Linked DNA regions of Hordeum vulgare: region 1 is linked to region 2. Evidence: chromatin contacts called from public Hi-C data. All regions are on one chromosome and are shown on one strand. Each heading gives the region's core, a stretch centred on a gene start, on an enhancer-like site or on the middle of the called end of the contact. The rest is flanking DNA. Distances are from core to core; before and after follow the strand shown. Region 1 holds the start of LOC123424922 (ferredoxin-dependent glutamate synthase, chloroplastic). Region 2 holds the start of LOC123424921 (ankyrin repeat domain-containing protein 2A).

Region 1 (3,668 bases), core at 1,041-3,540, 250 kb before region 2:
TAATCTCTCCATTGTGTCCAAGCAACCTCATTGGTTGTGCAAGAGGCCATCTAGGGCTTGTATTGGTACTGAATCTTCGATGATATATGGCAAAAGGAGATTTGTACAGTTCATTCTGAAGGTCCAAATAGAACTGCCCAAGAACCTCAGATCGAAGCATTCCCTTGTAAATGATAGTTCTACTTGACAAAGAGCAGAAATATAGTTCATCTGCCCAACTTGCAGATTTTGTAGCCCTCTCAATCAGCTTTCGGCAGATGTATAATTCTCTCTCTATGTCATCAGCGTCATCTTCTTTCGCAATTCTCACAAATATCTGGAGTATATTAGGCATTGTTTCTTTTGCATTGCGGCCTACCACTGATAGATTGAAAGGAACGGGTCTCCAGCCAAGAACCTCAAGGCCTTCATCTGTAAAAACCTTCTCAACAGCTGCAAAAATGAATAGACTCTTAGTAAGCTGTGTGTGTTGTGATACAGTAGAGCTGAAAAATCACATGTGTAATTTGACTGTCAATACAAAATAAATAAATTCCTTTTGGAAAGTTCTTATACCAAGGGCACAAACTTTTCCTGCAAAAAAACTTTCCAAGCATAGGTTTCAAGCACCACGATGGCATTGCAACCAAAGTATGGCAGCATTACGAGTCCGAAGAGATCGGACTCAGATTTACTAGGACATGCATCGCCAAGCAGAAATCTCGGACCATATAAAACTAGGAAGTGTCGCACTTTAAAGACAAAATCCCGGCAAAAAAGGAAGACAAGAAATTATCCACAATGTGGGCGGCGTATTGTGGTAAAGCATCAGAATCATTACCAGCTTTTGCTTCTTCCATGGAATTCTCGTTTTGTGGAAGGAAGACCATGCCTACACCTGTATGTGTTCTTTCAAAAGGAGCAAGCCCTTCCTTGCTGGCCCAGTCATCAAACAAGTCCCATGGTATGCCGCTCATCAATCCTGCCCCGTCACCAGAGTCGTTGTCGGCTCCACAGCCACCACGGTGCTCCATGCACCCAAGAGCTGTAAGAGCATCACGGACAACGTTGAACGAAGGCTCATTACTCAAGTTTGCGACAAACCCAACACCACAAGCTCCACGTTCTGCTAAGATATCGTTCAAATCCGCAGCCTGAAAAAAAAAAAGCAATTCCTAATGTCAAATATAAAGAACAGCACATATGGTTTATTACTCATGACTGTCACAGCTCACAGGTCAGAGCCCATTCAAACACATTCCAGAACGGTCATGGAGAATTGGTAGTACTTTCCAAATTCTCCACCTATGCATTACACAATGTCGTACTCCAGGAACTTGATCGTGATTAGTACCTACCACCACAGCTGTCACCTAACCTTTCATTAGCACGCACTTGTTTATTGCACCTGCATTCGCTGTGTTTTGTGCACTTGCCATACTATGTACTTTAAAAATCTCGTGAAAGTAACACCACATAACAAAAGCGATAGTATGCAAGTGCATCATCATGAGCTAGGTACCAAAAAATACTAGCACATGCAATGAACTAGGGAGTCAACATAGAACCTTATCACCCGATACAGTAGTCAGGACTCAGGAGATACCTGGGCTTGACTCCTGAATCCTGGTCTCGCCCAAATTTCCCAACGATTTTTTTTTTGCAATCAGAAACATATTACAGCGCAAAAGGCTATGATCCGTCAAAACAGACCATGACCCGTGACCTCGTATAAACAAACCAATCTGATAACCGCACCTTGCAATCCGAACCTAGGAAAACCCCAACCCTCGAAACCAAACCCAATCGCGAGACGAGCACCTGATCGGCGGGTGGGGAAGCAAAGCGAACATACCTCCTGCACGGGCTTCTGCGGCGCCCGGCGGCGCGGCAGGTCGAGCACGGCGCGGGCGGAGACGGCCCAGCTCCGGCGCGTGGCCGCGAGCGCGGGCGTGCGGGCCCCTCTGGCCCGGAGCCTGCGGGCGGCGGCGCGGCCCGCGAGGAGCAGCGGCGCGGCGCGCGGGAGCGGGAGCAGCGCCGGCGGCGGCGCCACCGCGCGCGGGAGCGTGGCGGCCATGATCCGGTCAGGTCACGCGCGACGCGAGAGAGCGAGTCGTCGTTCCCCCCTACCGGAACTTCTAGCTAGATATCAGCACCACCACCACCACCACCACCACCGCGACCACCACTACACGCGGCTGCGGGGGCGCGCGGCAGCGAGGTAGATATAGGAGGGGCCGGCGCTCGCGTGGTGGGGAGGGAATGCGGAAGCGGACAAGGCCGGGATCGTGTGGAAGAGGAGAGGATAGGGCGCGGGGAGGCGAGGGGAGGGGAGGGGGAGAGGGGTGGGTGGGTGATGGGGGGTGGTGCGGAGGGGAGGAGAGGAGGGGAGTAGTTTATAGACGGCGACGAGCGAGCGCGGGCCGGCTTGCTTGCTGCTGCGCCTCTCGGGCGCACGGAGAGGCGAGCGACGGGCAGGCGCAGGGAACCGCGACCGGGCGGATGGATCAGGAAAGGGGCCGCTGGGCGAACGGGAGGGCGAGGAGGGGGGTGGCCGCGGTTGGGTTTGTGTGGTTTTTAAAACCGGGGTGGGGCTTGCGGCGGCTTTTGGTGGGGCCTCTGGATGGGGGGAGGGGAGGTGGCTGGGATTTTGGACCGGGGTTTAGGGGTTTTGACGTTTTGTAGAGGGGTGATTATTGGGGAGACGGATGGGGGCGGTGGACCGCAGCGTGGTTCATGTGTTGCTCGTCATGGGAGATCCAAGAATGACACGAAGTACTGTGGACGGGGCCACGGCGTGTTCTGTGTTGGGCCACTTTGTTTGGTTATTTTTGGGCGGTTGGATGAGGAATGCATTTGCCAGTGTTTTTAAGGGACGCGTACTTGAATGTGTGTTATGTTTTTGTTTATTTATTATACTCCCTCTGTCCATGAATAATACCCCTTCGTTCGGAATTACATGTCGCATAAATAGATAAAATATAATGTATTTAAAACTAGAATGCATCTAGATACATTCATTTTCATGACAAGTATTTCTAGACAGAGGGAGTAGTAGTTAAAAAAATAAACTAGTTCTCCTCGACTACAATTATTTAGATACAGAGAAAGTATTAATTTATTATATGTAAATATGCTAAGATTTTATTACGGATAGACATGTTATGATTTGTTTGCCTTTATTGTGTTTCTAACGAATGTGTATGTAAATGTGTTATGATTTGATTTTAGGAATCAAATGAAAATTGTGCATGTGTGAGCGTCACATCATATGAATTATTTGTGACGGTCAAATTTAACCCACACCAACCATCACATGCATACACATTAAACATGAAAAACGGGACCTTCGCTAAGCTTTGGGCCTATCTATGGAAATGCGAGATTTTATTACTCTAGTAGAGTGTTGGATCAGCTAATACTGGATGTGAAACAAGTTCGGCCCCTATGTCCAAATCTTGCACGTTCTCTAAAGCAATTGCAGCCATGTTTTGCTCTCTACCGGTCTTTTGGAAAAGCGAGCACATGAATACCGTAATATGTCTAATTCCATCGAGAAGGTTGACGAAATGCGCCCTTTTATTTTATATTGCATGATATGGAGTTGATTTTTTGTAGGGCAGTATGTATGAATGATGATTTGCAAATTATTCCACTACATGGCCAAGGCAATGCCCTCCATAGTCACA
Region 2 (3,943 bases), core at 85-2,584:
ACTAATTAGGGATCACTCCCACCTCCAGGTTGCGACAAGTAGCGCACTGCATGCATGCCACTTGTCATAACTGGGTGTTTTCCTTTTTTTCCTAGATTCGTATTTCAAAATGTTTTATCTACTACATCATGCATCCAAATTTCGAACCGTTTTGACCGTTGGATTTTTGGCGCCGAGATCTTTAAAACTAGATTTGATTTTGATAGGTTTTGACGAACTTTTTTTTCTTAAAAAAACGGATTAAAAAAGTACCTCTCGCAACAAAAAATAATAGAAAACACATTTTTTCATATTTTTTTCCTTTACTAGAGGCACGACCGTGCCTCTAACATAGGCAAAATCGTGACTCTCATGGAAGAGAAATCGTGTCGCCCGCAAACAAAACCTGTTTTTCCCTTTCCGATAGGCACAGACGTGCCTCTTACATAGGCAAAATTGTGTCTCTCGTAGAAGCAAAACCATGTCTCTGAGGAAAAAAAAATAGAAAACGTGTTTTTCCTTTTCGAAAGGCACAGAAATCGTGCCTCTCACCGAAGCAAAACCGTGCCTATCGTAAAAGAATGCATTTTTTTCATTTTCGAGAGGCATGGCTCGCGAAGTCAAAACCATGCATGTCAAAAAAAACAAAAAAATTCGTTTTTTGTGATTTTTTTAATTATTTTTGTTAAAAAGCTAAGAAAGTCAGTTGAAAAATCAAAACACCAAAAATGAGAAAAATATATCCTAAAAAGGCTTGTAAAGAAATAAAAATAATAAAATTCGGAAGAAGCGTTCAAAGCATGATACGTGATGATGGCTAAGGCCATGTTTGGAACCATAATAAATTATGATAATCTGGATTATGAAGATAGATTATATAATCTGGTTTATAAAAATAATCTAGGTGACCATGTTTGAAGGCCAGATTATATAAACTGTAATCCAGGTTTTACATTGCATAATGACCTGTCTGTCCTCTGTTTTTTTAAAGAGGAGGGTGGCGGTGGTAGGTATGTAATTGTCTCAAACTTTAAAAGGGTAATGGGTCATTAGCAATCCATTCATCTAGTTTTAGCTGATATAGAATAGATTACGAGTTTTTAATAATTTATTCATCTAGTTTTTATAATCTACACCATAAGCTGTCCTGTTTGGAAACAAAATAGATTAAAAAACTGGATTATATAATCTGGGTGGTTCTAAATAGATCCTAAGAAAGCTTGAAGTAACTGCGCACGAAAGTGCTCCCTCGCAGGCTCCCGAAGGAGCGCGGGCCAAAAAAATAGAAACTAATAACTGACGAAGAAAGCCCATAAGCCGAGAAGAAGCCCACACACGCCAACTTGTGCTGAGGGGTTGCCCTGGCAACCCGCCGCCGCCGCCGTACGCAGGGAAACCGTAGCAGCATCAAGCGCAGCCGGCGGCACCGCGACTCCAACTTCCCTCTTCCTCCCAGCCGACCTAGCTTGCTCTCGTGCTCAGCGATGGGCGTCGAATCTGCGCAGCCAACCCCCGCCGCCACCGCCGAGCAGGCCCAGGATCTTATCGACGTAAGCCCCAAACCTCCCCGCACACCACCTCATCTCCCCGGGTTCTACTTCCCTTGTTCGTACTCTCTATTTTTTTCGTCATCGGGGTGTACTGTTTGTGCGATTAACTGACGGGAGTGGTGTGTCTTGATTGTGCTGCTCTGCCAGTCCGCGAGGTACGACGAGCTGGAAGACGTCGTCGCCCTCTTCTCCGCCGGTGTTCCCCTGGACTCCGCAGATTCGCAAGGCCGGACGGGTTGGTTCGATTCCCCTTGTTCAAGTTTTACTGTCTCGGTTGCTCTTAGTTTTCTGTTCAGATGCTTTTCTTATGTTATTATGTCAGTGTGGTGTAGAAGCTGTCATGTACTCCCTCCGTATATATCACGCTGCGTGCCATACGAAGTTCTGAACACAATAGTATACTCTTATATTGGTAGATTATATGGTGTCTTTGGCTTGAATTTGAGTGGTTCAACAGAAGCCCGATGTTTAATGAATCTGCGTGCCATATAGTCTTTTAATTTCTCTTGTAAGTTTCTTACAAATGAAGTACTGTCATATATTTTCCATGTTGTTCTTATTAAGCCACCATGTGCAAGCTGCACACCATAACTTAACTATATAAATTCTCTGAAAACCGAGCCCTTTCAAATTAATTCGAAGTTCAGTGACTAACTTTGATAATTCAACCAAACATTCTTGTAGACTGCTTTCATTTTAGATTGATCTCCTAGACTAATTAGTGAGGTACCTGACCATTTCCTCATCACTGTCAGCTCTTCATATGGCTTCTGCCAATGGGCATCTTGCTGTGGTGGAGTACTTGATTCAAAATGGTGCGGTAAGAAAGCTACTGCTCTTTTATGTCTGTTTATATTATTGAGTTGCAGAGTAGATTTCACCGTAGTTTCTATTCACAGTTCAGTGTTAAATATATGCACGCCGAAGCACACAACGGCAGCTAGGTTGTTACAACAGAATCCACAATACAAACATGAGCGCATGCTTCGTGCGTGACACCGGAAGCGGACGCTCGGGTGGTGCTGTAGACGTGGCAGCTGACTTGTCCCCTCCCCCATTGCGCAGTCAAAATGGGATATGAAAGAACGTAAGTCGTTGAAGACGGTCCTCGGTAAGCCTTTTGTGAAGATGCCCGCGAATTAGGAAGAAGTTAGTACATGCTGACACGTTGGCGAACAAGGTATGTTGATCTTGACATGCTTAGTGCGTTGGTGTTGAACCAGGAGAGGTACATTGCGTTGACATTGTCGTGGAACACAAGGGTGGCTTGATGGAGCTCGGTGAGACGTTGATGGAGCCAGCAAGATTTTGCTTCTACACTAGAACCTGCCACAATGTTCTCGCCCTTACAGGACTAGGACACCATGTTTGGTTCGATGAACATACATACAGAAGCCATAGGTGGAGGGCCTCGTGTCCGAGCAATCGGCCCAATCCTTGGCAGAGTTAGCCACTAGGTCATGGGATGAAGCGGCGTTGTGGATGCGAAGACCAAGATGAGTCGTACTTTGCACATAGCGTCGGATCCATTTTGACAAGCTGAAGATGCGGCTCACGGGGATCATGCATAAAGAGGCAAGCTTGTTGGACGGCATGAGCGATGTCGGGGCGCATGACTGTCGGATACTGCAATGCACCGGCGAGGCTGCGGTAGTGGAACCATCAGTGACAAGCTTGTCGTCGGTGGAGGAGAGTTTCGCGCGGGTGTCGAGAGGGGTTGATATGGGCCGATAGTTGAGCATGCCGGCGTGACCCAATATCTCAAGCGCACTCTAATGCTGTGAGAGAAATTGGCTGGCACCCAAGCGTTGGGCGTTCACGCCAAGGAAGTGGTGTAGGTCGCTGAGGTCAGTCATGGCTAATTCGGGATGGAGCGACGCGATGACGGAGTGCGGTAGGCTAAAGGATCTTGTCATTAGGATTATGCCATCCACGTATAGCAGAAGATAGGCGGTGGACGAGTCATGATGGAGGCTGAAGAGCGAGTTGTCGCTCCTAGAGGCGGTGAAGCCGAGCATGAGGAGATGCGTGGTGAAGTGAGCAAACCACGCTCGAGGTGTCTGCTTGAGGCCGTAGTGGTGGCGCTGGAGTTTGCAGACAGGTGGTTCGTGTCGATGAAGCTGGCGGGTTGGGCGCTATAGACGATCTCGTCGAGAACCCCATGAAGAAACACATTTTTCACGTCGAGCTGATGGATTGGCCATGAGCTGGTGCTTACGAGGCTGAGGGCGACCCGAACCGTGGACGACTTAACGATGGGGCCAAAGGTCTCAAAGCAGTCCACGCCCTTGTGTTGTGTGAAACCACGAAGAACCCAACACACTTTTCTACAAGCAAGGGAGCTGTCAGAGTTGAACTAGTGCCAGTAAATCCACTTGGCGCTCACAACATTCACACGTGTAAGCGGAGGCACC

Evidence for each region. A called contact is a pair of places that touch in the nucleus more often than the background predicts.
Region 1: a contact with region 2 is called in a Hi-C map of leaf, with 4 times the contacts expected there. The contact joins the promoter of LOC123424922 here to the promoter of LOC123424921 in region 2. A contact is called at or near these places in 5 of 6 Hi-C or Micro-C datasets (leaf and seedling) and 1 of 1 datasets of contacts at active chromatin or transcription factors (embryo).

The regions. Positions count from the first base shown.
Region 1 is chr2H:56,819,105-56,822,772 of MorexV3_pseudomolecules_assembly, reverse strand. It overlaps LOC123424922 (ferredoxin-dependent glutamate synthase, chloroplastic), which reads right to left and starts at 2,290. Exons shown (of 33, transcript XM_045108608.1): 1 at 1,835-2,290; 2 at 821-1,133; 3 at 1-432. The coding sequence starts at 2,056.
Region 2 is chr2H:56,565,305-56,569,247 of MorexV3_pseudomolecules_assembly, reverse strand. LOC123424921 (ankyrin repeat domain-containing protein 2A) reads left to right here and starts at 1,334. Exons shown (of 6, transcript XM_045108605.1): 1 at 1,334-1,529; 2 at 1,677-1,764; 3 at 2,285-2,349. The coding sequence starts at 1,464.